4 separate regions of the Mus musculus genome follow, and all the other regions are linked to region 1. The links are chromatin contacts, called in public Hi-C, HiChIP or PLAC-seq and promoter capture Hi-C maps. All regions are on one chromosome and are shown on one strand. Each heading gives the region's core, a stretch centred on a gene start, on an enhancer-like site or on the middle of the called end of the contact. The rest is flanking DNA. Distances are from core to core; before and after follow the strand shown.

Region 1 (3,505 bases), core at 357-2,856:
GCTTCTCTGAGAGAGGCACAACTGAGAACTTCTTTTGGTGTCCCTCCTGGTCCCACCTGCTGATTGGTGCTGAGGCTGAGCCCTGGATATCTCTGCTAGATAGTGCCACTGTTGCTTATTTGTGATGTTTCTGTTAGGATATTTCATCATAGCAACAGGAAAAGTAACTAAGACCGTGTTTTACTCTTTCCATGAAGTGCCATAGTAGCATCCCATGTTCTACCCTTTGGCCAGTCTCTTATATCCATGTAACTATGGGAAGGTCCTTCTATTGGGCTATCTGTCCAGCTACTGAAGTTTCCTGCCCATAGGGAGAGTTTTTCTCTTTTCCCATAGTGGACAGCCAGATATTTCCCCCGTTGAATTGTGCTAAAATGATTCAGGAATAAGAGGCAGCACCGATGAATTTCCTCTTCTGCACTGGCTGTACTTGTTTCAGGCACACGCTAACATCAGAATGGTTTGCCCAGGTTGGTAGCCTGATGGACAGGTCTGAGCTCAGAGCAGTTGCAGGGGTGGGGTAGGGGAATCTATAATGCTTTGTTCTGCTTTGGCATTTCCTTCCATGCCCCCAGCAGCACACGACCTTATGATAACATTAACGCTCCTTAAGACAGATTCTAGAAGTAAAAAGGGTTTCCCTGGGGCCAGTTACAAATCCCCATCTCAGGCTCCAGTCTTTCTCTTTGGTGTTGACTGTTAACAGCACACTCTGACAGCTACCCAGGACTCCTGGGCTTCAGTTTTCTCATCAGTTAAATTCTTGAAGATGGATAGCATCCGCTAAGGGTTAGGAGATGAAAGGCCCAGTGCTCAGAGCAACAAACTCTGTCTCTCCTAACAATCTGTGTCCCCCATCATTTAATCAGGGGGTGGGGGTGGGGCGTAGCTACCGTGTGTAGCTACCGTGTTGAGCCAGGAAACTTTTCTTCGCAGGCTAGGTTCTTGCAAGGCCCAACAGCCAGGCAGGGGATACCCTGCTGTAGCAGTTTTGCGATTCTAGTTTTCTTGGGCAACTGAAAAGGGATGGCTTCAGTGAGCTGAGGTGCAGTGGAGACTCAGACCCCACAGAAACATGGTGGGCCAGCCAAGGTGGCCCAGTCGGGTCCCTGTGCTACAGTCATTTAGGTCCTCTGTAAGATAAATGAAGTCTGCACAAAGGTCTGGCCTCTTCGGGGCACTCGGGGATAGAGACCTTTCTCCCAGGTCAAGACAGTGCTCCCCACTCCTACTTTTCTGGGGGTGTAGAGGCTCCAGTTCTTACGGTTTCTACTTTCTAAAATTTATTTATTTATTTATTTATTTATTTATTTTTTGCGGGGAAGGAAGCTCAGGATTTGACCCCGTAGAAAGGAGTCCACTGTCTGTGAAATCCTTTGCAGCCACAGAAGGATTGCGGGTCCCTGCTCCCAGGGGGTCTGAGCCACGGCTGGCCCCTCCCCCAAGGTCATCCAACTTTTCCTCCCCCCCCCTCCCCCGCGGGGCGGGCCCCCGCGTGCATTATTCATTGGTCCGGGCCCGCGGCAGGCGCGGGTGCTGATGTCAGGCCAGCGCGGGTGAGGCGGTGCGGCGGCCGCCCAGCAGCCCGGGCGCGGGTGGGGGGGCGCCGAGTGGGGGTGGCGGCCAGCATGCTGCTCGGCTGCGGCTCGGCCTCCCACACCCGCGGCGCCCGCGTCCTCGCCAGCAGCGCTGGCGGCCGATCGGCAAGCGGCACCCGCGTCTGCTGCGGCGCTGGGTCCGAGCGCACGGCGCGGGGCGGCGGCGGCGGCGGGGGTCCGAGCCCGGGCGGGGACCCGGGGACCCGGCATGGCGCTATGGAGAGGCGGCGGGGCGCTGGGGTTGCTGCTGCTGAGCGCCGCGTGCCTCATCCCGCCGAGCGCGCAGGTGAGGCGGTTGGCGCGCTGCCCCGCCACTTGCAGCTGTACCAAGGAGTCCATCATCTGCGTGGGCTCCTCTTGGGTGCCTAGGATCGTGCCTGGCGACATCAGCTCCCTGTGAGTGGGACCCCTCCATCTCCGCCCCGCCCTGCCCTGCCCTGCGCCGGCCGCCGCCAGGGAGTTGCGGCTGGTGCTGGGGCAGCGCCACCTGACCCTGCTCCTTAGTCCCTTTCTTTGCCTTTGGGTTGGGGGGCACGGAACGTGGGTGGAATCTGTGTGGAGTGGAGGGTGGGGTGGGGGGCGACTCTAAACCCCAGAGTACGGGAATCCAGACAGGTCCGCGTGACAGTTTCTCATTGTGGCCCGAGGCCACCTGCATCAGACCTACCTGGGGGGGAGCTGATGCTACTGCAGACCCAGGGCCCACCATGGGATAGGGTCTCTGCACCAGAGTTCACAGCCTGTATTTCGGGCCACGAGGTGATCCTTGGGGCACCTTAAAGTTTTGAGTGGTTCTGTTGTGTTGGTGAGTGGGTGGGTGTGTGACTGGAGAGCAGCTGTATGCGCCCGGATTGAGCGGCTAATTAGGAATGGGTGAGGCCTCACTGCAGCGGGCCTCAGCTCTGCTGGGAGGTTGGCCCCCTCCTGACCTCTCCACACTGCAGGCTAGGAAATGCCTAAGCTGTGCAAAGGCACACAGCTTCTGGAAGTAGAGGGGTTACTCCACGTGGCTTAGAGAGGGGAAACCCGGAAGACTTCTAAGTGCTTTTCCGTATATGGTGTCCAGCCGAGCCCCCTAGTGAGGGAAACCTTCCAACTTCTTGCCTTGAGTTCAAGAGGGCCCCCTTTTTACCATCTTTCTCCATGGTGGGTTGTATTACCAGCACTGACAGAACTAACCAGAGAGATTCCTCCACTTGCTTGCTAAGCACTTTCAACTAGGTCTCACACAGTGGCAATAGTGAAGTGTTGCTATGGAAGGGATCTGAGGGTGGTCTGTTTATTGCTGGGGCATCTCTTGCTAGGACAGCCCCTTATTCCAGGCTGAGGTGCTGGAGTACCCCTGCAGATGTAGAGGAGGGGATCCTGAGGGTAAGGTAGTTCTGGGTACCACGTTGCTTGTGCCTTCTCCATCGTGTCCTGTGCTTCTTCAAGGCAAAAACAGCATCAGCGTACAGGGAGGGAGAGGGTTCAAGGTCCTGTTTACATCTGTAAAAAGTTGGAAGAGTTTGGCTGTGGGCACAGCAGGCCCGTTTGCCTCTTACTCTTGCTAAATTAGATCACATGGAGGATTCTAGAATTTCTCTTGTTAAACCCTTTGGATGGGATCAAAGCTGAAGTGTTCTGCATGTTAACTCCAGTCATGTATGGAAATCCTGCTGTGGCCAGAAAGGGCAGGAGACCCTGAGGCAGAAGCAGCCAAGCTTCTTTTCCCAGCTCGACCATTTATCTGGCAGATGGCCCTGCCTCTCGCTTCCTGGGCCAGTTCAGGTGTCTCTGAGTTTCCCCCAAGGCTTTCACAGTGCATTTAGTCAGAAGTGCTCTGAGTGTCTTCCAGAGACTTGTGCTTCCAAGGGGGGAATGCTTAATCCTACCCCAGAGTTTTGTGGGCCAACATTAACTTTGTG
Region 2 (3,171 bases), core at 209-2,708, 180 kb before region 1:
AGGGCCAAAGTGTCCACTGCAGCTGGCTGAACAGAGATTTGTGAAAGTGGAAAACTTCACATTCCTTTGCTCTATTCAGTGTTGCATGGCAAACTCATCCATCAGCTAACGTCGTGGTAAGGGCAGACCCCTATGTAGTTAATGTGTTTCAGAGACGACTTCCTTTAGGTCTCTTATTTAGAGGATTTGTGTTTGAATAAAAGTTGTTAGAACTCTTGACTTGCCCTGTTCAAATCATTTCAAGTCACATTAGCACACTGGTAGGTCAAATAAACTTAACTTCTAAGAAATGCAGTATTAATAACAACTACCTTCCCTGTGGCTTTTCCACAAGGAGTCATATGGAATGATGCTCGTGGAATAGTGCATATGATACTTCTTTGGATCCATCCTATCATCATCAAGTAGGAGAAAAAGGGAAAAAAAAAAAAAAAAAAAAAGCCAGTCTAGACTCCAGATGGATCTCATACAAATCTACTCCATTTCAGCCACACTCCACTCCACCGGTCCAAACTCACCACACAGACACCCAGGCCTGCAATAGCATGCCTTAATTTTTAGTTTAAACATTGTTAGTTAGCCTCTCTTTCAAAGGTCCACTTAAAATCAGCCCAGGAGATAATGAAAAGGTGTTTTTCTTTTTAAGCGCGCAAATATACTTTGCAGAGAGCTGGCGGCAGGAGTTCGCCCGCCTCCGCCCCCTCTGGCTAACGTCACAATAGCAACATTTAATAGAAAGTTTTGAAACTTGTCCCAGCGGCAAATGGTCATCCCTTCCTATTATCTCTCGGCTTATCATCCGCCCTGTAAACTCATGACTCCGACGAGAACTTTCTGGATCGTTGTGCGTTCTTAATTCAGAACTTAAGTCCAAACTTGAACAAACAACTTACGTCACAGTCCTGGATGAAGTTTCCCTCAGTGTTGGGTTCCCACTTGGACTGACTCTTTGGGGAAGCCTACAGAGTGAGATTTTAGTGGTCCCCGTTCTCCTGCCACAGAGGGAAAGGTGAGAGGAAACTGAGGCAGGGAAGGGCGGGTTGCGCGCGCGCATGGGTCGCACCTGAGCTCGTAGTGCGGGTCCGATCCAGCTCGGTGGACAAGCTCGCGGAGATCGACCCTTCCCCGGACACCGCCGGCGGCTCGTCGGTAGCGGGCTCGCGGAGGACATCCGCGCCCTCGTCCGCCTGCATTCTCACGGCGCTCCCGGGCGCGACCCTCCGCGGCTGGGCCCAGGCAACGCGAGGCAGCAGCGGCTCCCGCTCCTCGTCCTCGTCCTCCGAGGGGCGGGTGGGCTCGCAGGCCTCCGCCATGATGTCCCGGGGCGGCTCCGGCGCTCAGAGCCGCCGGGCTCCGGACTGGGACCCCAGCATCACGCCAAACCGCGGGGGACTGCTCCCACCGACGCCACCTCACCAGTCCACCAGCCCGCGCCGGCCACGCCCAGCCGCCGGCCACGCCCCGCCTCTCGAGCCCCGGGACGCCTTCCTTACGCCTGCGCAGAAGGACAGGGGGTGGGGCAAGCGAGGGTGGGGCGGGGCGGGGCGGGGTAGGGCATTGATGGCCACCTGTGTCTCAACTCCCAGAGCGTTGCCAGCCATTGCAGTGGATCCAGCAGAAAGCCAGGACCAGCGTCATTTCCGCGGGAGGTGCATCCCTTCCAACCTAAATAGTCCTCTCTTATTACTATATACATAATATACATTTATTTCACTAACTTTTCTCTAAAAGTTCATGAAGGCTGGGAGCTACTTCTATTACTATAGTCCATATGTTAAATATATAGTTTTGTAATCATAATCTGTGCATTATATGCATTTATTTGCTACTAAAATCGAGACGGGAGTGTATGTTTAGACATTCTTGATAGTGGTAATTTATAGATTTCTTTTGCTTTGACTGAAGTTAAACTAAGGTGTGTCAACACTTAGAAATCTTTCAAAGGCTGTATTTCGGCTGTGCTAATTTTTTTCCCTACTTCGCTGACTTTATTTTTTATTTTTATTTTGCTTCTTACTACTCATCTGTTTCACTTTTCTTTTCCTAGTTGTTTAGTAAAGATTAAAACATCGAGGAAGACCCGGGCGTGGTGGCGCACGCCTTTAATCCCAACACTCGGGAGGCAGAGACAGGCAGATTTCTGAGTTCCAGGCCAGCCTGGTCTACATAGTGAGTTCCAGGACAGCCAGAGCTACACAAAGAAACCCTGTCTCGAAAAAAACAAAAAACAAAAAAAAAAAAAAAAAAAAAAAATCGAGGAGGTTCCTACCTTTTAAACATAATGCCTTTAGAGCTGAGTTGCCTTCAGAGCTTTGCTTTAGCTGCGGTTCCACTGTTTTTGATGTAGTGTGCTTCACTTTTGACTCAGCTGATAATAGTTTATAATTACTTTTAGGATTTTCCTCTTTGATCTACTACTTTGAAATGTATTAATTTTCAAATTTAAGTACTGTGCTGGTTAGTTTTTGTCCACTTGATACAAAAGACTCTCTTGGGGAGAAGGACACTCCATTGAGGAACTGGCTCCATCAGAATAGTTTGTGAGCATATCTTTGGGGAATTTCTTGATTAATGTTTGATATGAAAGAACCCCATCCACTGTGAGTAATGCCATCCACCTACTATTTTGAAATTTTTATCTTGTTTGTTTCATCCTTCTTTATTGTTGTTGTTTTTTGGATGGGACAAATGTTCTATGTGCAGTTTTATGAAGAACATAGATTCTATAGTTCAGTGGCTTTTTGTTTCTTTGTTTGTTTTTGCTTTTTTTCTAAGATGGGATTTCTCTGAGTTGCCCTGGCCATCCTGGCTGGCCTTAAACTCAGATCTACCTGCTTCTGCCTCTCAAGCACTGAGATTAAAGGTGTGCGCCACCACCACATGGTGGTTGGATGGTTTTTATCTCCCAGTTGATTCTATTATTTAAGTATTGCCAGTGTTGTGCAGGTTACCCATTTACCACAGACTTTTTCATCTAGTACTGAGAGGAGGTTATTACAATCCTTATTACTGTGGATTTGTATGCTCAGTTGGCTTTTATGACTTCCTAGTAATTTTAGATTTTGAATTAAAATACTACATGTGTGTGTGAAGGTCAGAGAACAACTTGCAGAAGTTAGTGTTCTCTTTCCAGCCTGTAGGTCCTGCAGAATAAAAGAAACACAAGATCAG
Region 3 (3,239 bases), core at 322-2,821, 220 kb before region 1:
AGCATGAAATTTTCATCCCTCCTAAGATATTTATCTTGGGGTGAGAGAGATGGCCCAGTAGTTGAGATCAAACACTACCTTAAGACCTAACTCTATTTAAAACACCCACATCAGGAGGTTCATAACTGACTGTAACTGCAGTTCTAGGGGATCGGAGGATCTCTTCTGATATCCATGGGTACTTGCACTCATGTGTGCATACCAATAAATAGGTGCACACACATATACACATAATTAATCATTAAGCTGGGCAGTGATGGCACACATTTATAATTCCAGGACTCAGGGGGCAAAGGCAGGCCAGCCTGGTCTACAGAATCAGTTCCAGGACAGCCAGGGCTACACTGAGAAACAATGTCTCAAAAAAAAAAAAAAAAAAAAAAAAAAAAAAAAAAAAAGGAAAAAAAAAATCTTTAAAAATACCAAATGCACTAAAATAAAGAAATCCTTTTATATAATGCTTAAACTTCATGTTTACTGGTTCATTCTCCGTAAAACTAGCCAAAATGTTACTGTACCTTTTCATCTTCCCACTGAAAAAAGTTACAGTCTTTTCTATCTCTACAGGCTGAGCAGGCATAAAACTTTCGTGTTTCTTCCTTCCCTTGGTTCACTTTTACAAAGAGAAGAGTAGGCCCTAGTTCCAGAATAGGAAGAAAAAATAAGTATCAAGCAGTAGTCTACACCAAGTTTCTCTGCCTTAAATAAAACTTATTTAGGCATTATACATAATTTATAATTCAATGTACTATCCTCTTTGATAAATCTTATTTTCTTCCATTGCAACACTGATGCATTTGAATATTAGAAATAATTTTTAAAACTGCTCTCTTCAAAAAGAAAATGCTTTCTGTTTACATTACAATAGTCAACAGCTGGGGTCCATGACGAAAGTATGCTTAAAAGAACAAACGCGAATAAAACAAGGGGGAAAGCCCGGAGAACTGCAAGGTTTGCCGTTACCATTTTCAGTGAAACCCTGAGCTTTACAGTTGGAAAGCCGCAAGAAGTAAACTTAATTAGGCTTCCAGGGTTTTGTTGTTTATTCTAACTTCAAAACAATAAAACCCCATCAATTCAACAAATTAAATTCCGCTAAGAACTTGTCAGCAAGAAGCCTTCAGCCCCGTGCATTCTACGTTCGGCTTTCTCCCTAACCTGTCCCCCAAAGCAGAGATGCTAACAGCTCTGGAGACAAAGCTCCAGCAGCCAGGACCTCTCTGGGGGTTTACTAAATAGAGTGACAAACACTTTCTGAAACCGGGTGTTATTCACGCATCACACAAGGTAAGGAAGAGGGGGTGGGAAAAAGCCTTCTCTTCCAGACACAAATCCGAAAAACCCGCAGAGCACCTAGCCCAAGCCTCGCCATTGGCGCCGCCGGCAAGGCTGAGCGCAGACGCCGACCCACCGTGCGGGCACAGCGGGGCAGGAGCCGTGGGGTTCGAGGGAAGCGCCACCTCTACCCCGGACGCCCTACGCCCCGCGTCGCCATCACCCTCCAGGGACTCAAGACAGTCCATGGGCGCCGCCATCTTTCTGCCGAAGTCCCGAAAGCCTCTGTCCCAACCAAGGAGGCGGAGAAAGAGCGCCGCCGCGGCACGCGGAACCCACAGCGCCCCACGCGTCCTGGAGGAGCCATGCCGCCGTCAGACCCAGAGTGAGAAACTAAGCAGGACACCCACCCACCCACCCACCCACCCACCCACACACACACCCGTGGGGGTTCTGGGGTGAAGCTGGAAGGCCTATGCCAAGAGAGCACCTATAACCAGGAGAAGAGATGAATCTTTAGAACAAAGATCTGATTAGATTATAGATCCAAAAGAGCAACAAAGAGGTAAACAATGGCTGAACCACACAGCACAGCAGCTCTATTGCGTTTAACAATGCCAAAGAACTGTCTAGTCTTTTGGTTTGGTTCTGTTCTGTTCTGTTCTGTTCTCTGACAGGGTTTCATGTAGTCCAGGCTAGCCTCTAACTCCCCAGTAGCAGAGTGTAGCCTGGAACTCCTAATCTTTTGCCTCTACCTCCCAAATGCTGGGGTTACAAACACATGCCTCACCATGCCTGGAGCTCATCTAACACTTGCTCTTACACGTAATTATTGAATTCTCGTTCTCGTTTGTACCTCAGGAAAAGAATGTCGCCATTTGCCAGTGGCAGTTGTCTACATAAAAAATATCAAAGAATGTACACTTTTTAAATAACTTCTAGGTTAACTTGAGTTTGGTAAGTTTCAGGATATGAGACTAACATACCCTGGCAGTGATTGTCTAAACATAAAATTTAGAATACCACTTAGAATTTCCAAGCAAAAGAAGCATGTATTTGTTTAACGTACACAGGTCTCATGAGCAGAAAACTAGAAAATGTGGTTGAAAAAAAAATCAAGAAAGATCTAAATAAATGTGGAAGCGTGGTCTGTTCATTACACGGGAAACGGAACACAGTAAAGATGCCACCTCCTACCAGGTTAAGTGCAGACAGGTTGAGTGCAGTTTCTAGCAAAATCTCAGCCAGATATACAAAGTATTATTCTGAATTTTATAGGGAAAGGCAAAGAAATGGCTAAAATAATTTTAAAAGAAAATAACCAAGTGGGAGAGATCAGTCTATCTAATTCCAAACAGTGGTAGTAGTAGTCAAGGCTCATTCATACACACATCTGTCAATGAAATTGCAAATTGTAACACGCGTACATGCGTGTATACACACATGCACATGCACACACTCTGATCTGAATAAGGTACATGAGGAGGTATATAATTATGATAATAAAGCAGCCTTCAAAAATGATACAGTCTTCTCTTTTCTGAGGAAAAACTTTGGTGAGAAAAATCCCACACCTTAGATTTAGGTACACAGTTATTCACCAGTTTACAACAGGCACAAATTCTAGAAACTCTGCCACTAGGGGATTTTATTGCATAGGCATTAGAGTAAAATTTAAAAAACTGGGGAGGCTACAACATCACCAAGATCCTAGGTTTTAGGGTTTTTTTTTTGCGGGTGGGGTGGGGGAACATTTACGTACACATCCCATCGGTAACTGGAATGTTATGAGGTGTTAACTATGGTTGATAGACATCTATGTATTTATTTGCTAACAGGGTTATGATAATCATCAGTAAGTTATGAGTGTTTTTATTGCCTAATAGAGTCTTTACTTCATACTGGGAAATACTGGGGGCAGAAATACTCTGAAATCCTTGGAAGGATTCTGATGGAAACTGAAA
Region 4 (3,436 bases), core at 324-2,823, 200 kb after region 1:
ATATATATATATTTGAAATATATATATATGGAATATATATATGTGTATGTTTGTGTGTGTACATCTCTCTGTAGAGGAGTTCATGTGTGTGTGTGTGTGTGTGTGTGTGTGTGTGTGTGTGTGTGTGTGTGTAGATCACTGATTCAGCTAGATCGCTAGGCCAGCAAGCCCTCCAATCTCCATGATTGTGCCTGGCTTTTACATGGATTCTGCAGATCAGACTTTGGCCCTTGCTCATAGCAAGCACTTTACTGACAGAGCCATCTCCCCAGTCCCGAGGTTTGGATCCCGGCAAGCACCCTATGAAGTGGGTGCTTACCTGGATACAAGTGGGCAGAGAGCAGGGACACAGAAGTGAGGGTCTCTCCCATGGTGGTTACATAGTCACCGAAGAGCTAAGGGCAGGATTTCGAAGTGAGTGGTTGATGGAGCTGTGAGAATCACCAGCTTGGGGATTCTGTGAAGGCCGAGGAAGGAGGGGATACCCAGAGATGGCTTGAGAAGAACAAAGATGTTAGGTCTCAGGGGACATTGAGAACGTAAAACCTACAGACCCCTCCCCTTTGATGTGGCCTAGTGTGACCCTGCCGTTAGAGCATAGCGGGAGAGGGTGAAGTACAGGAGGAGCCTCATGCATCTTGCCCCCAGCTCTCTCACTGGACAGGGACTCTGACCCTCTCCTGAGGCAGCTGTCACTTAGGAATGTTCTGTGCTCAGGCTTCACTTCAGGAATTCTTCCTGCAGAGCCTAGAGCAAAATCCAACTGGAGTGTGTTTGTGGGCTTCTCTAAAAATGAACACTTGAAAAAAATATATATATATATATATATTCTCTTAAGAAATGAAGCGAAACAAAAAAGAGCATCTTTCTGCACCTCCAGGTAAACCTAGACTCCTTGTTCGAGTGTCTCCCTTCCCCCAGGCATTTTCTTCCTCAGTGGCTCCTTATAAGAAGCCTTTGCTGTAAGCCATGGCTGACAGAACCCAGGTGACCCCTCAGAGTCCCTGCTCATCCTCCCTAACTCCACCCCAAGCCCCTCAGCGTCCACAGACAGCCTTCCATACATGACATTTATAGCACGAAAGACCTCCTGGCCCAGCCACTGCAGGCCCAGAGCAGAAAGCTTTGTCCCACCACCCTCCTTCCCATCTTCCCATGACTCTACTCCCCACTCTAGAAAAGCCAGGCCTGTCATTAATGGGGTTTCTCTCCCCCAAACATGATTTTGAACCTTTTCTAACCAGTGCCGGCTGCCCAACCCAGTTTCCAGAACTTAAGAAGCACACTCCTAAAAGAATGAAATGAACTTCAGTTTGGCACGCACCTGTCAGGCTCTCCCAAGAGCTCTTTCCCTCTGGTGAAGTTCAGGCCAGCACCCAGCTAGAGGCCGGAGGAAGAGCCTCTGAGTTGCCTCCCCAGAGCTGTCCAGCTGGCTGTTATGTGAGCGAGCAGCAGGGAGGCCAGCCCGGGGGAGTGGTCAGCAAATGGGAGGAAGGTCATTGGGCTGGCCAAGAGAAGCAAAGCCAGCTTGGCTGTCCCTTGTGGTAAAATTGCTGCCTCCTCCTCTTCCTCCCCCTCCTTCTTTTCCCTTCTCTTCCTACTCCGTCTCCTTCTCCCCTTCTTATTCCTTTCTCCTCCTCTTTTTCTTCCTCCTCCTCTTCCTCCCCTTCTCCTCTTCCTCCTTTTCCCCCTCCTCCCCCACTTCATCTTCTCCTTGTCCCCACCTCCCAGTCCCTTTCCCACTGCTGGTTCTGCTTGCCAAGTATGTCTTTCGTGACTTCCCTGGCTCGTGCAGACGCAGTCAGTGACCTTCAGAACGCAGCAGGGGAGCAGAAATGAGAAAGAAAATAGTCTTGTTTGAAGAGGCACAATGGTCTCTTTCTCGAAGGGCCTTTTCTTTTCCCCTGACTCCCTCAGCTACTGACTTCTTTTGCTAGATGTTGGTATGTGTTTAAGACAGACATGGGCACTTGGCAGCTGAGTGAGACACTCTCTCCAGAGCTGTGCTACCACACAAGGTGTGGGGCAGGCATGGTGGTGTGCCTTCAGTCTTGCCTTTTCCTACCCGTGTGCTCCTGGAAGCCCTCCCTTTACCTCCCTCTCAGCATCTGTAATATAATAGCTCTCATCCCCCATGAGAATCAAAGGAGTAAAGCCAGTGTCTGGTTTTCATAAGGACATTAGTGAGTCAACAATGACCGTGACAATAACATTATGATTGTTGCCACTGTTGTATTAAAATGACAAAGGAGGGTTGTTTGTTTTTGAAACAAAGTTGCATTTAACCCAAGCTAGCTTCAATTCCATCTGTAACTGGGGATTACCTTGAACTTTTAATCCCCCTGTCATCAGCTCCCAAATGCTGGGATTGCAGGCGTGCACTATCACGTTGGTGTGTCGCTGGGGTCAAACACAGGCCTTCATGCGTGTTAGGAAAGCACTCTGCCAACTGAGGCCTGCCCAGGAAGATTGTTACATAGACTACACAGATTGGAGGAGCCAGGAACCTCCAATCCCAGGCTCCTTATTTCTTTTGTTGTTGGGAGCTCCTGTCCATCACAGAAACTCTCTAGAAATAAAAGGCTCTCTTTCCCAGAGAAGCATCCCCAGCTTGCTGCCGCTTGTCTGTCCCCTGAATTCCTTTGACAAATGGTTATTGGGTACCTGCCCCCTACCACACCACACACCAGAGTCTCCAAGCTGCACAAGTTTCTGCCCCATGTGGTTCACACACTTAGGAAGATAACCGAGCATCAGTGGTACAGCTAGAGACAGAATGGCCCCTGACACCTCCAGTCGCCAGGCCTGGCAGGTGGGAAGTTTGTTCGGTAACCTGTTCTCTGCGTGCCTCCTGGAGCTCAGTGAACCTCCTTCAGGTGGCGTCCCCTAGAAGCCAGTTCAGCCCTGAACTTTTTATCTGCTGTTGGCAGTAGCTGTCCTCAACAAATGAGCTTATAGAGTGTCAGGTACTACCCACTGCCCATGGCTGCCAGCCACCCTCAGCCACCTACCACCTACAGCCACCCACAACCACCCACATACACCCTACCAAATCCTGGCTTCTCCAATCATCTTGTTAAATCCTTATTTTCATTCAGTCTTTGAAGTGATTCTTTCTTTTTTTTTTAAGATTTATTTACTTATTTTATGTGCGTATACTGTTGCTCTCTCCAGACCCACCAAAAGAGGCCATCTGATCCCATTACAGATGGTCGTGAGCCACCATGTGGTTGCTGGGAATTGAACTCAGGACCTCTGGAAAAGCTCCTAACCACTGAGCCATCTCTCCAGCCCCGAAGTAACTCTTGCATAAGCTCCTAGCTACTGTTTTAAGTGGTACTCTCTTCCATGAGCCTGATTTTATTTCCTTCAAGACTCAGGAAAGCATTCCTTCGTTCTGGGATTCTAGGATTAGTGGCAAGCCTCAATTCACTTG

Evidence for each region. Promoter capture Hi-C pulls out the DNA fragments that hold promoters and counts their contacts. Hi-C and Micro-C count contacts between places; a contact is called where the count stands out from the background. HiChIP or PLAC-seq counts read pairs in DNA pulled down with a chosen protein or histone mark.
Region 2: a contact with region 1 is called in a promoter capture Hi-C map of stem cell-derived epiblast-like cells, with 2.1 times the contacts expected there. The contact joins the promoter of Pi4k2b here to the promoter of Lgi2 in region 1. A contact is called at or near these places in 4 of 39 promoter capture datasets (embryonic stem cells and stem cell-derived epiblast-like cells), 2 of 484 Hi-C or Micro-C datasets (embryonic stem cells and uterus), 2 of 115 datasets of contacts at active chromatin or transcription factors (both in embryonic stem cells) and 2 of 9 other capture datasets (adipose tissue and embryonic stem cells).
Region 3: a contact with region 1 is called in a Hi-C map of embryonic stem cells, with 2.5 times the contacts expected there. The contact joins the promoter of Zcchc4 here to the promoter of Lgi2 in region 1. A contact is called at or near these places in 5 of 39 promoter capture datasets (cranial neural crest, embryonic stem cells, hippocampal neurons and 2 more), 2 of 484 Hi-C or Micro-C datasets (both in embryonic stem cells) and 1 of 9 other capture datasets (embryonic stem cells).
Region 4: a contact with region 1 is called in an H3K4me3 HiChIP or PLAC-seq map of stem cell-derived neural progenitor cells, with 24 read pairs. The contact joins the promoter of Sod3 here to the promoter of Lgi2 in region 1. A contact is called at or near these places in 3 of 39 promoter capture datasets (HPC-7-derived erythroid cells, embryonic stem cells and stem cell-derived epiblast-like cells), 1 of 115 datasets of contacts at active chromatin or transcription factors (stem cell-derived neural progenitor cells) and 1 of 9 other capture datasets (adipose tissue).

The regions. Positions count from the first base shown.
Region 1 is chr5:52,564,407-52,567,911 of GRCm38.p6, reverse strand. It overlaps Lgi2 (leucine-rich repeat LGI family, member 2), which reads left to right and starts at 1,606. Exons shown (of 8, transcript NM_001310604.1): 1 at 1,606-1,994. The coding sequence starts at 1,807.
Region 2 is chr5:52,739,861-52,743,031 of GRCm38.p6, reverse strand. Pi4k2b (phosphatidylinositol 4-kinase type 2 beta) reads right to left here and starts at 1,458. Exons shown (of 10, transcript NM_025951.3): 1 at 1,064-1,458. The coding sequence starts at 1,313.
Region 3 is chr5:52,781,387-52,784,625 of GRCm38.p6, reverse strand. Zcchc4 (zinc finger, CCHC domain containing 4) reads right to left here and starts at 1,571. Exons shown (of 13, transcript NM_001308144.1): 1 at 1,412-1,571; 2 at 519-637. The coding sequence starts at 1,535.
Region 4 is chr5:52,361,941-52,365,376 of GRCm38.p6, reverse strand. It overlaps Sod3 (superoxide dismutase 3, extracellular), which reads right to left and starts at 1,573. Exons shown (of 2, transcript NM_011435.3): 1 at 1,325-1,573.